3 separate regions of the Rattus norvegicus genome follow, and regions 1 and 2 are each linked to region 3. Evidence: chromatin contacts called from public Hi-C data. All regions are on one chromosome and are shown on one strand. The core of a region is the stretch at or near the end of the contact, and the rest is flanking DNA. Distances in the headings are between cores, read along the strand shown.

Region 1 (4,775 bases), core at 23-2,522, 190 kb before region 3:
TGGGGTCACGTGGCCTAGGTTCTGAAAGAAAGCAGGCTGAGCAAGCCATGGGGAGCACCCCCTCTGCATCAGCTCCTGTCTTCAGGTTCCTGCCGAGTTTGAGTTCCCTCACGGGCTTCTTTCCTCCAGGGTCTGTGATTCAGGACAAGGAAGCCAAACAAACAGGTTTCCTTTCTTCTCCAAGGTGTTTTGGGTCAAGCTGTTTCACCACAACATCAGCCCCAACTAAGACGCCAAGGTACAGCAGCAGCCATCGATGTCGTGTAGGAAATGTCTTATGTGATTCATCTTCAGCTCGATTTCCACTGAACACCGAAGTACGTTAAACTGCAGGCTGCGTTCTGTTACTGAGTTATGAAGTTGGTTGTCTGAGGAAGAAGTCCTGGAGAGTGAACTCTGTGCCTTGTGTATTCTAAACGCATGCCCAACCACTGTACTGCACTCCTTCGTGCCAGTGAAGTGGATTTTCGGGTTGTGGTCAACATTAAGAAAAGTTGAGTAGAATAGGATCAGAGCTGGCGAGTGTTTCGTGAAACATTTGTTCTCATTTATGTAATTACACACACACACGCGTGCACACACACATGCACACACACACGCACACACACACACATATATTGAGTCATACAGCAGGGTTTGGGTTTTTTTTTGTTTTTGTTTTTGTTTTTGTTTTTGTTTTTTTCACAGACTGTCTCAGGCTTGAGCCTCTGTGTTGAGTTTTCAAATTATCTCTGTTAATGGAACAGGTCAAAGTTGAAAGGCATTATCACTATGTACATGATGATTGGTTCCAGTTCCCTGCACCATATAAGCAGTGAGGTGGCAGGTGCCTGAGGACCTAGGACCCCAGAGACATAAGGACCCAGGGGTGGGGGGGTGGGAAGAAGAGGCACTCAAGTAGCCTGCGCTACATAAGACCCTGTCTCAAAGCAGAACTGCCTGAGGTGGTACTGGGTACCGAAAGTCAAGCTGTCGCACATCCTGTGTGTGTTTACTGGGATGCTCAGAGAAGGCTCCTGGGGCAGGGGGATAGATAGGGGACTCCACCAAAGGGCGGCCGCAGGGCGGAGCCTTGGGGCGGGACGGAGCCATGGGGCGGAGCTTGTGGGGGCGGAGACTGCAGGCAGGTTTTGCGTGAACCTGGGCCTACGTAGGGCGGGCACGGCTTGGGGCGGAGCCAGTGGGGGGCGGGGTCGCGGAGGGGTGGCGGGAGGCGTGCTGCGCCGTTGCCGGGAGAACTGGTGACAACAAAAGGCGTGGGCGCGGAGGGCGGAGGAAGGCCGCGGCGTGGGGCGCTAGCCTGCGAAGACCTGGGCTGTCCCGAGCCGGTCGGTGCGCCGCGGGCCCGAGGGGCGCGAAGCCGGCGGCACCCGGCCTGCGGCGGCCCCGCTGAGGGTCGCGGACGCGGCGGGCGAGCGGCGGACGGAGCGGGGCGTCCTGAGGTAGCAGCCGGGGCCTGGGCGCGGGCCGGAGGGCGGCAGGGCGCGCGGCTGCGGCGTGAGGATGGCGCCGCGGTGTGCCTGCCTTCGCGAGGGAAGCCTCGGTGCGGCGAGGCTCTGAGGGACGGTGTCCGCTGCCCGCCCGGGTCTGTTTCCCCGTTTCCAGGCTCACACTCAGGCTCCGTAATGCAGCCGTGAGATGCTGCGAGCATCGTTATCTGCCGCGACGCTTCTCGAGAGAGAACTGACAACTCGCAGACCACAAGTTTTACACGCCCGCCACCTCCCGGGAAGCCGGTAGTTTAAGACCCCATTCCTAGCAAATGACAAGACAGAACGTCCAATGCTTACATTGCATTTGGTCACATTTAAAAAAAAAATGTGTCCGTCCCCCTCAAATATTACCAGCCAATCAGATTTCCCTGCTGATTTAAAAAAAAAAAAATCTGACAGTACACAGGACTAAATTGAATCTGAAGAATAACTGTCACATACAGGCTTTTAAAAATGGACTGAATATTATCTATATATTTATGCACCATATTACTTCTTAGGATTACAGTAGGCGAATTCTAACTGTGTTATATGGCCACACTGCTTATGTCAACACTAACTTCACCAAAAAACAAAAACAAAAACAAAAACAAAAACAAAAAACAAAAAAAACAAAAAACCAAACTCCAATTAGAACTCAGATCCTCCTGACTCTGCCTCCTGAGTGCTAGGGTTAAAGGCGTGCATCACCACCCCTGGGCCAGTGGGTATTTTCAAATTAGCAATTTTATCCAAAGAAGTTAGGTTCAGCATAACATAACCTTTTTAATAAGAACTTTTATGTGTGTATGAGAGAGTGAGTTTGCGGAGGTCACATGACAACTTACAACTGTCAGTTCTTTACCTGTACTATGTGGGTTCCAGAGATTGAGTTCAGGTTGTCAGGCCTGTGGCCACAAGTGCCTTTACGGCTGAGCCATCTCATTGGCCCAGACAGTGACTTTTGCCTTATTGGAGATGATATAAAAAAAGTGATCTAATCTATATGACTGTTATGCAAACTGCATCCCAGAGGGTTTTTGGGTTTTTTTTTTTTGTTGTTTTTTTAAGAGTGCTTTAGGATATAAGTGTTTACCATACATATGAGCATTTTGTTGTTGTTTTTGTTATTGTTAAAGATTTGATTAGAATAATTGAAACTGCCAAGCTTTGTGTGTCTGTCCGTGTCACCCCTCCCACCCCCCACCCCCCATTAAAGATAGTTTGTTGACTCTGGGATATTGAAGCCCAAAGGACCTGAGATTTAGTACTGTGACATAGAGGATTTTTGTGGTGAACCTCTTCTGGCTGTTCATTTTTACAGGAGCTGAGGTTTTTGGGGTTTTTTTTTTGTTTGTTTGTTTTTTAAAGGTTGATGAATATTAATTTATCACCGTCACATTTCCACAGCTGTTAGGTGATGTGTAACGGCAGGGCTGGGGAGGTGGAGACAGCAGGATTGCTCTGAGTTCCAAACCAGAGTGAGAAACTGTATAGAACCAAACAGTATTTCCGTACCAAGTAGTTCAGGAAGTGTTATTTGCTGCCCAATGGTGATAATCTTAGGACCTGCTTTTCCAAAGAACCTTCCCCATCACACTGGCTCTTTTCAGCATGGTCATAAAACAAGTGCTGTGGGAAGCAGAAGAGAAATCTAAACAGCCAGCCTGGGATAAACCAGTGCACCAAACCAAGGGAGGCCTGAGCCTCAGAAAGGACTCAGTGATATCCACTTGAGGAGGTCCTGTGTGAACACTGAGTATAAGAGGTCCCCAGGGCCAAACTGGGTGATGACTTGTGTAAAAGAGGATTGGATCATCCTTTGGGTCTCATAGTAAGGCATCAGAAACTGCTGATACAAAAACATGTCACCTTGAGAAGGCATAAGAAACAGTTTATTCTGGAGCCAAATACGTGTGACTGTGGCTCAATGCCAGCATCTAGACCTCTGGGCCTCCAAGGTGCCCACAGGTGATTATGTCATGGTAGTTGGTGTAGGAAGACTCTTATTATATTTTTATATATATTTTTTTACACGTTCTCTCTCTCTGTCTCTCTCTGTCTCTCTCTGTCTCTGTCTCTCTCTCCCCCCTCCCCTGCGTGTGTGTGTGTGTGTGTGTGTGTGCGTGTGTGTGTGTGTGTGTGTGTGTGTGTGTGTACACATTTATGGAGGTCAGAGGTCATCTGTGGAAGCCTGCTCCTCCATCATGTGGATTCAGGGATCAAACTCAGGTTGTCAGACTTGGTTGGCAACAACCTTTCCAAACTGAACCCTTTTGTTGTCCTGGGAGACCCACCTCAGTCTCAGGAAGGATGGTTTCCTGGGGAGGAATCCTGGCCTATCTGAAACGTAGGAGGCCTGCAGCTGCAGCAGCGATCGCTCTCTTCTGGCTGTGGATAGAACAGGGCCAGTTGCTTTTTGTTGGGCTGTTCTAATCACAGTGCAGGAAAAGAAGCAAAGGCAATGTTTAGAAGTGGAAAACACCATCTACCTGTTTGTGTTGACTTTCAGTTAACTGCTTGCCTTGGGCTTGGGAGTGAGTAATGGAGCACGTGTGGACGTCAGAGGACGACTTTGTGGAAGTGTTTTTCTCTTTCCACTACATGCTTTCCAGGGCTTGTGTGGTGAACACACTACCTGCTGAGCCATTTCTTTTCTTTATTTTTATGGTTGTATTTATTTACTTATTTTATATATGTGATGAATACACTGTCACTGTCTTCAGATGCACCAGAAGATGGCATATGATCTCATATGGTTGTGAGCCACCATGTGGTTGCTGGGAATTGAACTCAAGACCTCCGGAAGAGCAGTCAGTGCTCTTAACCACTGAGCCATCTCTCCAGTCCATGAGCCATTTCTATAGCCTGTAGTTTTGATGCTTTTAACCTAACTGTTTTAAATTTTACTGACACAGAAATTTCATTGTTTAATTCTGATGTTTGTGATATGAAATGCTATTTTTTTTTTCCGGAGCTGAGGACTGAACCCAGGGCCTTGCACTTGCTAGGCAAGCGCTCTACCACTGAGCTAAATCCCCAACCCCGAAATACTATTTTTAATACCTTCAAATATAATACAAATAATTTACTTTAAATTTATTTATTTATAAATTTTCTTCCTCCATCTCTTTCTTTCTTCTTCCTTCTTCCCTCCCTTTATTTCTTTCTCTCTCTCTTTCTTTCTTTCTTTCTTTCTTTCTTTCTTTCTTTCTGTTTTTAAAGACAGGGTTCCTCTGTGTAGCTCTTGCTATACTGGAACTCACCATGTAGACCAGGCTGACCTCGAACTCTGAGACCCAT
Region 2 (4,710 bases), core at 1,164-3,663, 230 kb before region 3:
GATGGCTTAGGGTAAAGGTCCTGCCACCAAACGTAATAAATGAGTCCACTCCTATGGTCCAATGGGTAGAGGAGAGAACCAACTCCACAAGGCTGGCTGTGGCTCCCACTTGCTTGTATAGCCATGTGTGCACAGTCACACATCCAATATGTTAAAAAAAAGAAAAAAACACCTATTTTTGACTTGTTAAAGACACCAAGATAACTTCAGGATTCTTGGAAGGTAATCCAAAAAGAAAGTCAGAGGTAAAAAGTGATGTATTAGCACTGACGTAAGTGATCATGAAGCCGGACTGGCCAGCAGCAACACACTTCTTTATCCCAGTACTCGGAGGCAGAGGCAATCGAAGCTGAGATTGAGGACAGCCTGGGTCTACAGAGGGAGCTCCAGCCAGGGATACACAGAGAAGCCCTGTCTTGAGGGAAAAAAAAATAAAATAAGGAGACAATTCCATTTAGGAGTGTGTAACCCAGCTCTGTTTCTGTCACCTTGGATATGGTTTTTATCCTCAATATTTTTCCTTATATATGCATGTGTGGAGTTTAGAGTTCAACTTGAGAGTCAGTTCTCTTCCCCCATTCTAGAGATGAAATTTACATCATCAGGAGCGGCCTTGGCAGCTCCACCTCCCAGCTGCTTCAATTAAAGGCAAGAACCACCATAGTTTACTCTACTTTTCAAAAAACTCCCTCATACATAAAACAACCACAACTTACTCAAAGTACTGTAATAAGCATTAAACTGTTAAAGTGGCAAACAGGAGAGAACTCAGGATATGGTGCCTATAGTGTTTTAAATATTATCCCAGCCAGCTATTGGAAAATGATAATAAATCCCACAGCTAAGTAATACCGGATCCGAATTGACACTAAAGTATTGGACTATACCATTTAACCATTAACTCCCGGCGTAGCCAGAGCCACTAAATGCAGCAAACTGTCACGGGCTTTGTTGTGCCACCCCAGTTTGGGGCCTCCACACTCTAAGGGTTATGCCAGTGAGATAGATAGGCAGCCTGGGGTTTTAATAATGAAAACTTCCAACTCTAAATAGAAAATGAAGGATGGCAAAAAGACAGATTTTGATTACTCAAAGAGAAAACCTACCAAGTGAGAGAGAGGAAAACAAACGGGTGTAGCTGGGGGCAAGAACAGTCCCGCCACACAATCTAGAGGAAGCAATCTCTCCCCAGAGTCTAGTCAAGAAAACTGCTGAACAGTTTCCTTCAGATTCCCGCTTCCCCTTAACTAAAAAGGAAAAAAAAAAAAGTTTTTAGCCGGGTTGTGGTGGCTGCGGTGGACGCTGTGCAAAGGCAGAGGCAGGCGGATCTCTGAGTTCCAAGCCAGCCAGGGCTACGCAGAGAAACTGCCTCATGGCGGGAAAATGTAATAGAAATACTAATTTAGCTGGCCATGGTTGTGATCGCCTTTAATCTGGGCCCTGGGAAGTAGAGGATCTTTTGAGACTCCATCTCAAGAACCCAAGGTATTAAAACTTGAGCCAGGAGTGGGGACACACCCTTTCGATGCCAGCATTTGAGAGGCGGGGACAGGAGATCTAGATAATAAACCCGGAGACAGTCGGGGATGCCTTAAGTTGCCTCAAAGCAAGACCACCCTCACTTTGTGCCTCGCCGAGTCCCCAGTCTCCTCTGCCAGCTAGGTAAAGAATGGCTCAACTGCGAGATGGCAGAGCTATTTAAAAGGGTGCAGCTGTACGTGTTTTGGGATTATTCAAGGGAAGGGTAGGACGGGGTGCACTCGCACAAACGCCTCCCTGACTGGAGACCGCTTCCACAGACGAACATCTTGACACTTCAGCAAGACTTTGGGGCCGTTGGAAGACCGCCGTGAGGGTGAGTAGGGAGGGGAGCGCCCACAGTGACCCTTCCCCCCGGTGGCCCGGCCGCGGCCGGGCAGCCTGCGTGCGTGCGAGCTTTCCCGGGAGGAGCGCGGCTGCCCGGACGCTCGGCCCAACACGGAAGTGCGTTCGGGCCCCCTCAGAGTTGGCGCTGAGGGGCGCCGCTTCCAGACCTCCCCCGCCCTCCCCGCCGGGCGAGCCGTTAGCGAAGCGGGTTTCCCGGGCGCCGCGGAGGGGCGCAGAGTCCGCAGCGCGGGGAGGGAGGGGGGGATCGAGCGAGACCCGACGGTCAGCGGTGGAACCCGGGCCGAGCACCGACCTGGCCTTGCCGCCTCGCCTCGCACGACAGCGGCAGTAGCGTGATCCCGGGGCCGCGCGCCGCCCGGTGCTCTCCCTTTCCTGTTCCTAGGGTTTTCTCTTCCCCTCTCTTTTCACTTCTTCCCGCCCAATCCGCCGCGCTCGGGCGTCCCTCCTCCTCCTCCAGCCCCCGCCCAACTCCCTCGGGGCTCGAAAATCCCCCGCGGCCGCCCCCTTTCCCCGCACACGTGAGCAGCCCGCCCAAGTCTCGCGAGAGGATTGTCACTTCCCCTCCCCCTCACTACAGAGTGCGCGAACGAGAAAGGAGGAGGGCGCTCCAGGCGACAGCGCTGCAGACGCCATTATCCTCTGCTTCTCCGCTGCACAGACGTCGCCGTCGTGCTCGTCTCCCACTCGATTGCGGCCTGTAGGTATCGGGGCGATTGGGGCTTCGGGGTGGCGAGTCCCGGGTGCGGGTTGGCGCCCCGGGATGGCGGCTCAGGCTCTCCCCACACCCGGGTTTTCTCAGGCCCGCGGCCTTACAGCCCAAAGGGAGTCGCCGGCGGAAGGCGGGGTTCTCGGCGCCGTAATTGACGCGGCCTTGGGCCAATCGCTTCGCCCTCGCACCACCGCCGAAGCCTGGGCAGCCAATGGGGCGCGACGCTGAGGTGGGAGGGGGTTTGTCCTCGTTCTCTGTCTAGCAGTGACCGACCGTCGGAGGCGGCGCGGCCGGGAGGCAACGGCGGACTCGCGCGGTGAGCAAGGCCGGGCGAGCCGCGCTTGCGGGAGCGGGGCCGGACCCCTAGTCGGCTGTCGTGGGGGCGCTCGGGCCGGTCATGGCCGGCCGGGGAACGTTGCCCGGGCTCCCCTCCCCCACCGCCGCCATTTCCCCGAGCGTGCCTCTGCAGTTGGCGTGCTGGGGCTAGATGGTGTCAGGGGCCGGTGGGGAAAGGCCTGTGGGCTTAGGACCCGGGCGCCCAGTGTGGAGGGAGCGCCGGGCTGGCCGGTGGGCTCGCGGGTGTCGTGCGCCGCGGCGCCCCCGCCGCCCTCTTTGTCCCTCCACAGCGTGGGCCTCCCTCCCCCAGGTGGGGGTGCTGCGCGGCGGGGCGGATGGGGCGGCCGCGGCTCCCGCGGCTGCTTTGTCTCGGGCAGTGGGGGAGGTGCGGGGGACGGGCGCTCGCGAGCCCGCGTGCTGGGTGGGGGAGGGGGGTCTCGCGCGACTCCGCCTAGTCGCACGTAGTCGCCATTACGCGGGCCGCCATTTCCTGTCGGGTCCGGGTGAGGAGAGCCTCGGCGCGCCGCTCGGCGACGGTAGCGGGGCGCTTCGTGGGGCCGGGCCGTGGGCGGGAGGACGACGCGTGCTGTCTGTCGCTCGGCGGACCTGTTAGTGCTAGCGGGTTTCGGGGACCGCGGCTACAGGGCGAGGGCTCGACTATCTTGCGTAGACCCTGGTGCTCATTTGCTTGAACCCCTTTGCCCTCGCAGCTGGAGCTTGAGCAGAGTAACCGGGCTCGGCGTTTCAAGTCACCGTCAGGGTGACAGACACTTGCAGCCGGCGTTTTGGAATAGGAGAAGTCATAAGTGCGATACCCGTGATATTCTGTGCTAGTCCTTGGTTTGGTAGGACCACAAGTTGACCGGACCAGTTGTAGCGCTTTGGTTGCAGTCTTGGAGAGTTGAATAAGAGGCGAAATTGTTGGGAGGCAGCCTTTCTAACATCACTTAAAATAGTGGTGCTGGTGGTTAAAGGCTCCGTGGCTTTGCGATAACTGTGGTAGTAATATCAATCTGGTGCCTTAATCAGAATTTTAGATTTCTCTGTGTGAAAGTTTAATGTAGTTTGTATTTGCCGTTAGGTTTTGTGAGGTTGGCAGATTTAATTGATTAGTGTCAGTCACGACAGGGGTGGGGGCACAAGTAACTACTAGTCCTAGCTTTGTGATAAGACTTGGTCTTTTCAAGAATTAGTCTTGTGAACAAAATTTTAAGTCGGCTGGCTTTTCCGTTGTAATGAAATGAAGCAAGTTGCTGAGGACAGAATTACTGATGTTTTATTTCTTTGGGGGGGGAGGTTTTGGTGGTGGAAGTGGTTAGACTTTTGTTTCATTGAGACAGTCTGAATAGTCTAAAAGGAATCCATTACACCTGTCTCTCAATTTGTATAGTTTTTAAAAATTGTAAACAAAATAGTCTTTGCTTTCTGATAAGCCAAATATACAAGCTAGCTTCTTTTATTTTTTAACAGATTGGTGGATCCATTTAGTTCAAGAAAATGGAGACCGAACAGCCAGAAGAAACCTTCCCTAACACCGAAACCAATGGTGAATTTGGTGAGGAGATACTTTAATTCTAATCAATTGTATATTTTCTGTTCCGTTACTTTTCACCATCAATATCACGTTTGGTATGTTCTGTTTACCTCTTACATAGATTTTAATTCTGTAGTCTCGAGTTTGTATGTTACATCTTCGTTTTTATGAAAAGAAGTAACCTTTTCTTGTACTGGTTAGAAACCAGTACAATTTTTTTCCACCCACCATTTTTAATCCTTTA
Region 3 (4,852 bases), core at 1,866-4,365:
AAAGAGCTGTGGCAGGCTGCATCCAGGGAGGGCAGAGGTGGTTCATTCCTGGAGTTGAATTCACGGAGGAAGTTCAGGTTCTAGGCTAACTGATGTGGAAGCGTGTTGCAGCGATGTTAGGCTCTCATAGCCAGTGTTACCTGGTCATTCAGTGGTACCCCTTTCCCCATCTTTATCCGATTCTCCTCAGAGTGGTAATCATCGGCATCATAGAATTTCCATCCCAGCTTTAGGAACAAAAGGAAAGATATATAGCGTCAGCAAGATGGCCCTTGTGACAGTCACCGGGAGCTTACTGTCGGGCAGGTGTAGATATCACTGCTCTGAGGTGGCCCCTCTCCCACTGATAACTTTGATTTATCACCACCAGGAAGAAACGGAAAGGGAGGAAGCCGTGGACAAGAACACAGTTGGCGAGGGGAATTACCTTGTTGGCCAGCAGCGCACCCACAGTGGATCTGTGGAGAGAATACAGGTGATGCTATTTCTGCCCAACACGGGTGAGTACCACCCGTTCTGAGAGCTGTTCTGAGAGAGGCACAACTGTCATGACTTACGGTACTAAGATGCAGGCCCCTCTGTGGTTCTAAAGCAGACACGACCTTAGCCATGGCGTCTAGAGGCGGCCTTCACCGTCCTTAGGAATACCAGTGAAGGGGTTGGGGATTTAGCTCAGTGGTAGAGCGCTTACCTGGCAAGCGCAAGGCCCTGGGTTCGGTCCCCAGCCCCGGAAAAAAAAAAAAAAAAAAGAATACCAGTGAAGATGTATTAGCAGGAAAGCAATGTATCAGATCTACTCTGAGCCAGGGGTGGCCAGGTGTGGTGGCACACACCTGATATCCCAACACTTGGAGGCAAAGGCCGGAGGATCTCTGTAAGTAGATCTCTGGCCTACACGGGCTGTTTTATGTAGATACTGTCTTTAAACACAATTCCCAGGGCTGGAGAGATGGCTCAGTGGTTAAGAGTGCTCTTCTAAAGGTCCTGAGTTCAATTCCCAGCAACCACTTGGTGGCTCACAACCATCTGTAATGGGATCTGATGACCTCTTCTGGTGTGTCTGAAGACAGCCACAGTGTACTCATAATACATAAAATAAATAAATTTTTTTAAAAAAGAGAAGAAAAACAATTCTCACTCCCTCACACAAACAAAAACAAAACAAAACAAAACAAAAAAAGTTCCCCCCCCTCAATAATCAGTGTTTTGTAGCTTTGTGGTAGATATAAGAAGTGGAGGCAGGGGGCTGGAGAGATGGCTCAGCGGTTAAGAGCACTGACTGCTCTTCCAGAGGTCCTGAGTTCAAATCCCAGCAACCACATGGGGGCTCACAACCATCTGGAATGGGATCCGATGCCCTTTTCTGGTGTGTCTGAAGAGAGCTATAGTGTACTCCTATACATAAAATAAATAACTTAAAAAAAAAGAAGTGGAGGCAGGAGAGGGGACAGTTGGTTCTAGGCCAGTTGGATGGCACACGGAAATGCTGACTCAAAATCCCAAAAACAGCTGGGGGTCGTGGCTGCAAACCTTTAATCCCAGCACTAGGAAGCAGAAGCAGTGGGTCTCTGAGTTTGAGGCCAACTTGGTCTACAATGTGAGTCCAGGACAGCCAGGGTTCTGTTATACAGAGAAACTCTGTCCTGTATAAATACTTGGAGAGAGAACACTGAATGAAGAAAATGGTACTTTTATCAAAGATTCAAGAAATTGTTTTTTTTTTTTTTTTTTTTAAGTACTATTGATTTTGTTTTGTGTTGGCCTCGGCATGGGGCCTTCCCTGACGTGTGATTGACACATCCAAAGCAGGGGGTTTAATAAAAAGTTTAAATGCCAGAACACTGTGTAAACTTCGGGGGCCCATAAACACCTCGGAGCCCTGTTAGCTATCCAGACGCACACAATGAGAGGTGGCTCAGCAGTTAGAATACTGGCTGATTTTCCAGGGGACTCTGGGTTTGGTTCCCAGAACCCACAAGGCAGCTTGCAACCATCTGTATGAAGCTCCCATTGCACGGACTCTGGTGCCCTCTTCTGGCCACCTTGTGCACTGCACCCCATGTGGCACTCAGACAAACTGCAGGCAAAAACTCCGTAGATAGAAAACAAACACCAGCAGGAGCAGAGATGGATCCCGTGCCGTCAGCACCCTCCACCACCTCTCCTGCAGAGCTCCCCTAAGTTTTTCACCCTGCAGTACCTGTCACTCAACTGAGTTCTCTTCGAGCGCCTCCAGCGCCTCCGTCGAGTTCCCAGCCCCTAACTCTGTTTCCAAACCAGCCCAGTCCAGTCACTCCATCAGAAAACAAACACAGGTAATGCTCTCAGACTTGTCCTTCGGTCTCTACCACAGAGACAACCAGAGCACTTACTATGGGCTAGGTGTGGTTCTGGATGGAAGAGAAAGGGTTTCTGGGAAGAGACTGTGAACACAATGGACGGACTTCCTAGTTTCGCCTCTGGGGTTTGTTCATTCTGTGGTACAGGGATTGAACCTCTGCACGACAATCCACCACCGGGTTACACCTATGGATCTGGGCTCTGTCCCACTTTACCTTCAGTTCAAAGAATCTCGCAGGTAGGCGTCTATAAAGCTAATGCCTACCGCTTGCTTACTTCTGAACTTCCCAGCACTGGACTGAGAAGAAACTGCTTATTTTGCAGAGTTCTAGCAGCACTTCGCATGTGAGCATTCCAGCCTAAGCAGGAACATGATCAAGGCTGCTCTTCACTTTTCAAAACCTATTTGGAAGAATCCAGAAACTCACCTAGGAGGGAGACCATCTGCCCATGGCGAGGTTTGCCTCTTGGTTTGGGGTTCGCACCCTCCCACCTTGTTCTGCAAGATGCCACCAGGCTCAGGTTTATAAGACTAAAGGATGAGAAGGGTCGCTAGCCACTGTCTACAGGACCTCTTGTGTTTTACCCGTGGTGACTCTGGGGAGCTGCCAGGGGGGCAGGAGAGCGGGGGTCCTCGGCAGGGGCGGCGATGGCGTGGCCCCCAGGGCTCCGGCCCCCCACAGCCTCCCAGCTTCCACCCACCCGCTGCCCCTACGACCTACTTCCCAGAGCCGCTCACTCCCATCACCAGCAGCACCCCGGGTGTCTCCATGTCCCTGCTCCCCGGTCCTCAGCACCTGCTTCCGGGACAGGTCCCGCCCAAACACTGACATCATAGACCACGCCCCTCCGCTCCTGCGCTGACCGCTGGGTGGTGCAGCCCCAGAGGGTTCCTGCTGGGGTTTCCAGAAGATCGTGGTGCCCTCTTTTGGTGTGTCTGATCAGGGCGACAGTGTATGCATGTGCGTTAAATAAACAAATCTTTAAAAAAGAGAGAGAGAGACTCATTTCAAACAACAACAACAAAACAACCAAACAAAAAAGAGCTTGCTTCCCCTTTCTTCTCTCTAACCCGAAAAAGCTCAAGGGTTAAAATGGAAGAGACAAGCTTGACTGATGTTCAGGGGTAGAAAGGTGCTTTCCCCCAGTGCGGCCTCAGCTGAGCAGGCATGCACCAGCCGCAGCTTCACGCCATGGTCCAGCATCTTTCGCTCTGTGTGCAAAAGCTTATCCAAGTATCTAACTCTTAGGTGTGTTTCTGTTTGCTTTGTTTTTTGAAACATTTTCTCTCTCTCTCTCTCTCTCTCTCTCTCTCTCTCTCTCTCTCTCTCTCTCTCTTTCTCTCCCCCCTCCCCCTCTTTCTCTCTCTCAGTCAGCTTTACCTCTGCCTGTCCTGGAACTCACTACATAGACCAAGCTGGCCTCAAACTCACAAAGATCTGCTTGCTTCTGCCTCCCTAGTACATTAAGCCTGGGGTGGACTTTGGCTACACAGGGACCGTGAGGACACACTGAGGCCTAGCATGTAGCTCATAGTTGAGCATTTACCTAGTACACACAAGGGTCAGGACTCAGAAAACAGAAAAAAGAAGAGCGCAGGTGGCCTTTTTCTAAGTGGGTCATTGAACAGTGAACTCGGTAACACCTTTAATCCCAGCACTCAGGGAGGCAGAGCTAGCTCTTCAGATCTAGGCCAGCCTGGGCTACATACTAAGACCCTGGGCTTTTTGTTGGTTTTGTTTTTAAAATAATGTTTAAAGTTTTTTTTTTTTTTATGTGCATTGGTGCTTCCCTTCATGAATACATGAAACTGTTGGATCCCCTGGAGTTGGAGTTACAGAACAGTTGTGAGCTGCCACGTGGGTGCTGGGACTTGAATCTGGGTCCTCTAGAAGAACAAGCAGTCAGCCATCTCTTCAACCCGTTGTTGATCTTTAAAGAGGATGCAATGGAGAACCGATTGCTCTCTCTCTCTCTCTCTCTCTCTCTCCCTCCCTCTGTGTATGAGTGTGTGTGTGTGTGTGTGTGTGTGTGAGAGAGAGAGAGAGAGAGAGAGAGAGAGAGAGAGAGGATGTTGTTTCAAGTAAGAGTTTCTCTCTGTAGCCCTGGCTGTCCTGGAACTCATTCTGTAGACCACACTGGCCTGGAACTCAGAGGTCCACCTACTCCTACCTCCTGAGTGCTAGGATTAAAGATGTGCCACCATGCCCAGGTCTGGGTGTTCTTTTTAATTTCATGAACCATCAGTGTGGTAGAAATTAGATGTCACTGGTCAGTGAACACATCTGTCCATTGACCACTTAGAAAATGTAATTAAAAAATAATTAATTTGTGGAGAGGGTTTTCATAACCTAAGAATTTTCCCATTCTTCTGTTTAAAACTATATCATACCAGGGTTAGAGAGGTGTTTCCCCAGTTAAGAGAGCTTGCTGCTCTTTTATGGGATCTGGGTTTGGGTCCCTGCAACCCCACTGGGACTCACAGTAGTAACTCCATTTCCAGGGGTTCTGA

What was found. Hi-C and Micro-C count contacts between places; a contact is called where the count stands out from the background.
Region 1: a Hi-C map of mammary epithelial cells shows a contact between it and region 3, with 2.8 times the contacts expected there. The contact joins the promoter of Kif27 here to the promoter of Idnk in region 3. A contact is called at or near these places in 3 of 12 Hi-C or Micro-C datasets (hepatocytes, kidney and mammary epithelial cells).
Region 2: a Hi-C map of liver shows a contact between it and region 3, with 4 times the contacts expected there. The contact joins the promoter of Rmi1 here to the promoter of Idnk in region 3. A contact is called at or near these places in 2 of 12 Hi-C or Micro-C datasets (hepatocytes and liver) and 1 of 1 datasets of contacts at active chromatin or transcription factors (oligodendrocytes).

The regions. Positions count from the first base shown.
Region 1 is chr17:6,303,717-6,308,491 of GRCr8, forward strand. It overlaps Kif27 (kinesin family member 27), which reads left to right and starts at 1,273. Exons shown (of 18, transcript NM_198050.1): 1 at 1,273-1,328. It overlaps Kif27l1 (kinesin family member 27 like 1), which reads right to left and starts at 1,651. Exons shown (of 1, transcript XM_008771479.1): 1 at 1,004-1,651. The coding sequence starts at 1,651. The coding sequence ends at 1,004.
Region 2 is chr17:6,266,838-6,271,547 of GRCr8, forward strand. It overlaps Rmi1 (RecQ mediated genome instability 1), which reads right to left and starts at 2,414. Exons shown (of 3, transcript NM_001400626.1): 1 at 2,180-2,414. Hnrnpk (heterogeneous nuclear ribonucleoprotein K) reads left to right here and starts at 4,403. Exons shown (of 15, transcript NM_057141.1): 1 at 4,403-4,487. The coding sequence starts at 4,430.
Region 3 is chr17:6,492,999-6,497,850 of GRCr8, forward strand. It overlaps Idnk (Idnk, gluconokinase), which reads right to left and starts at 3,116. Exons shown (of 5, transcript NM_001037362.1): 1 at 3,063-3,116; 2 at 428-458; 3 at 141-227. The coding sequence starts at 3,112.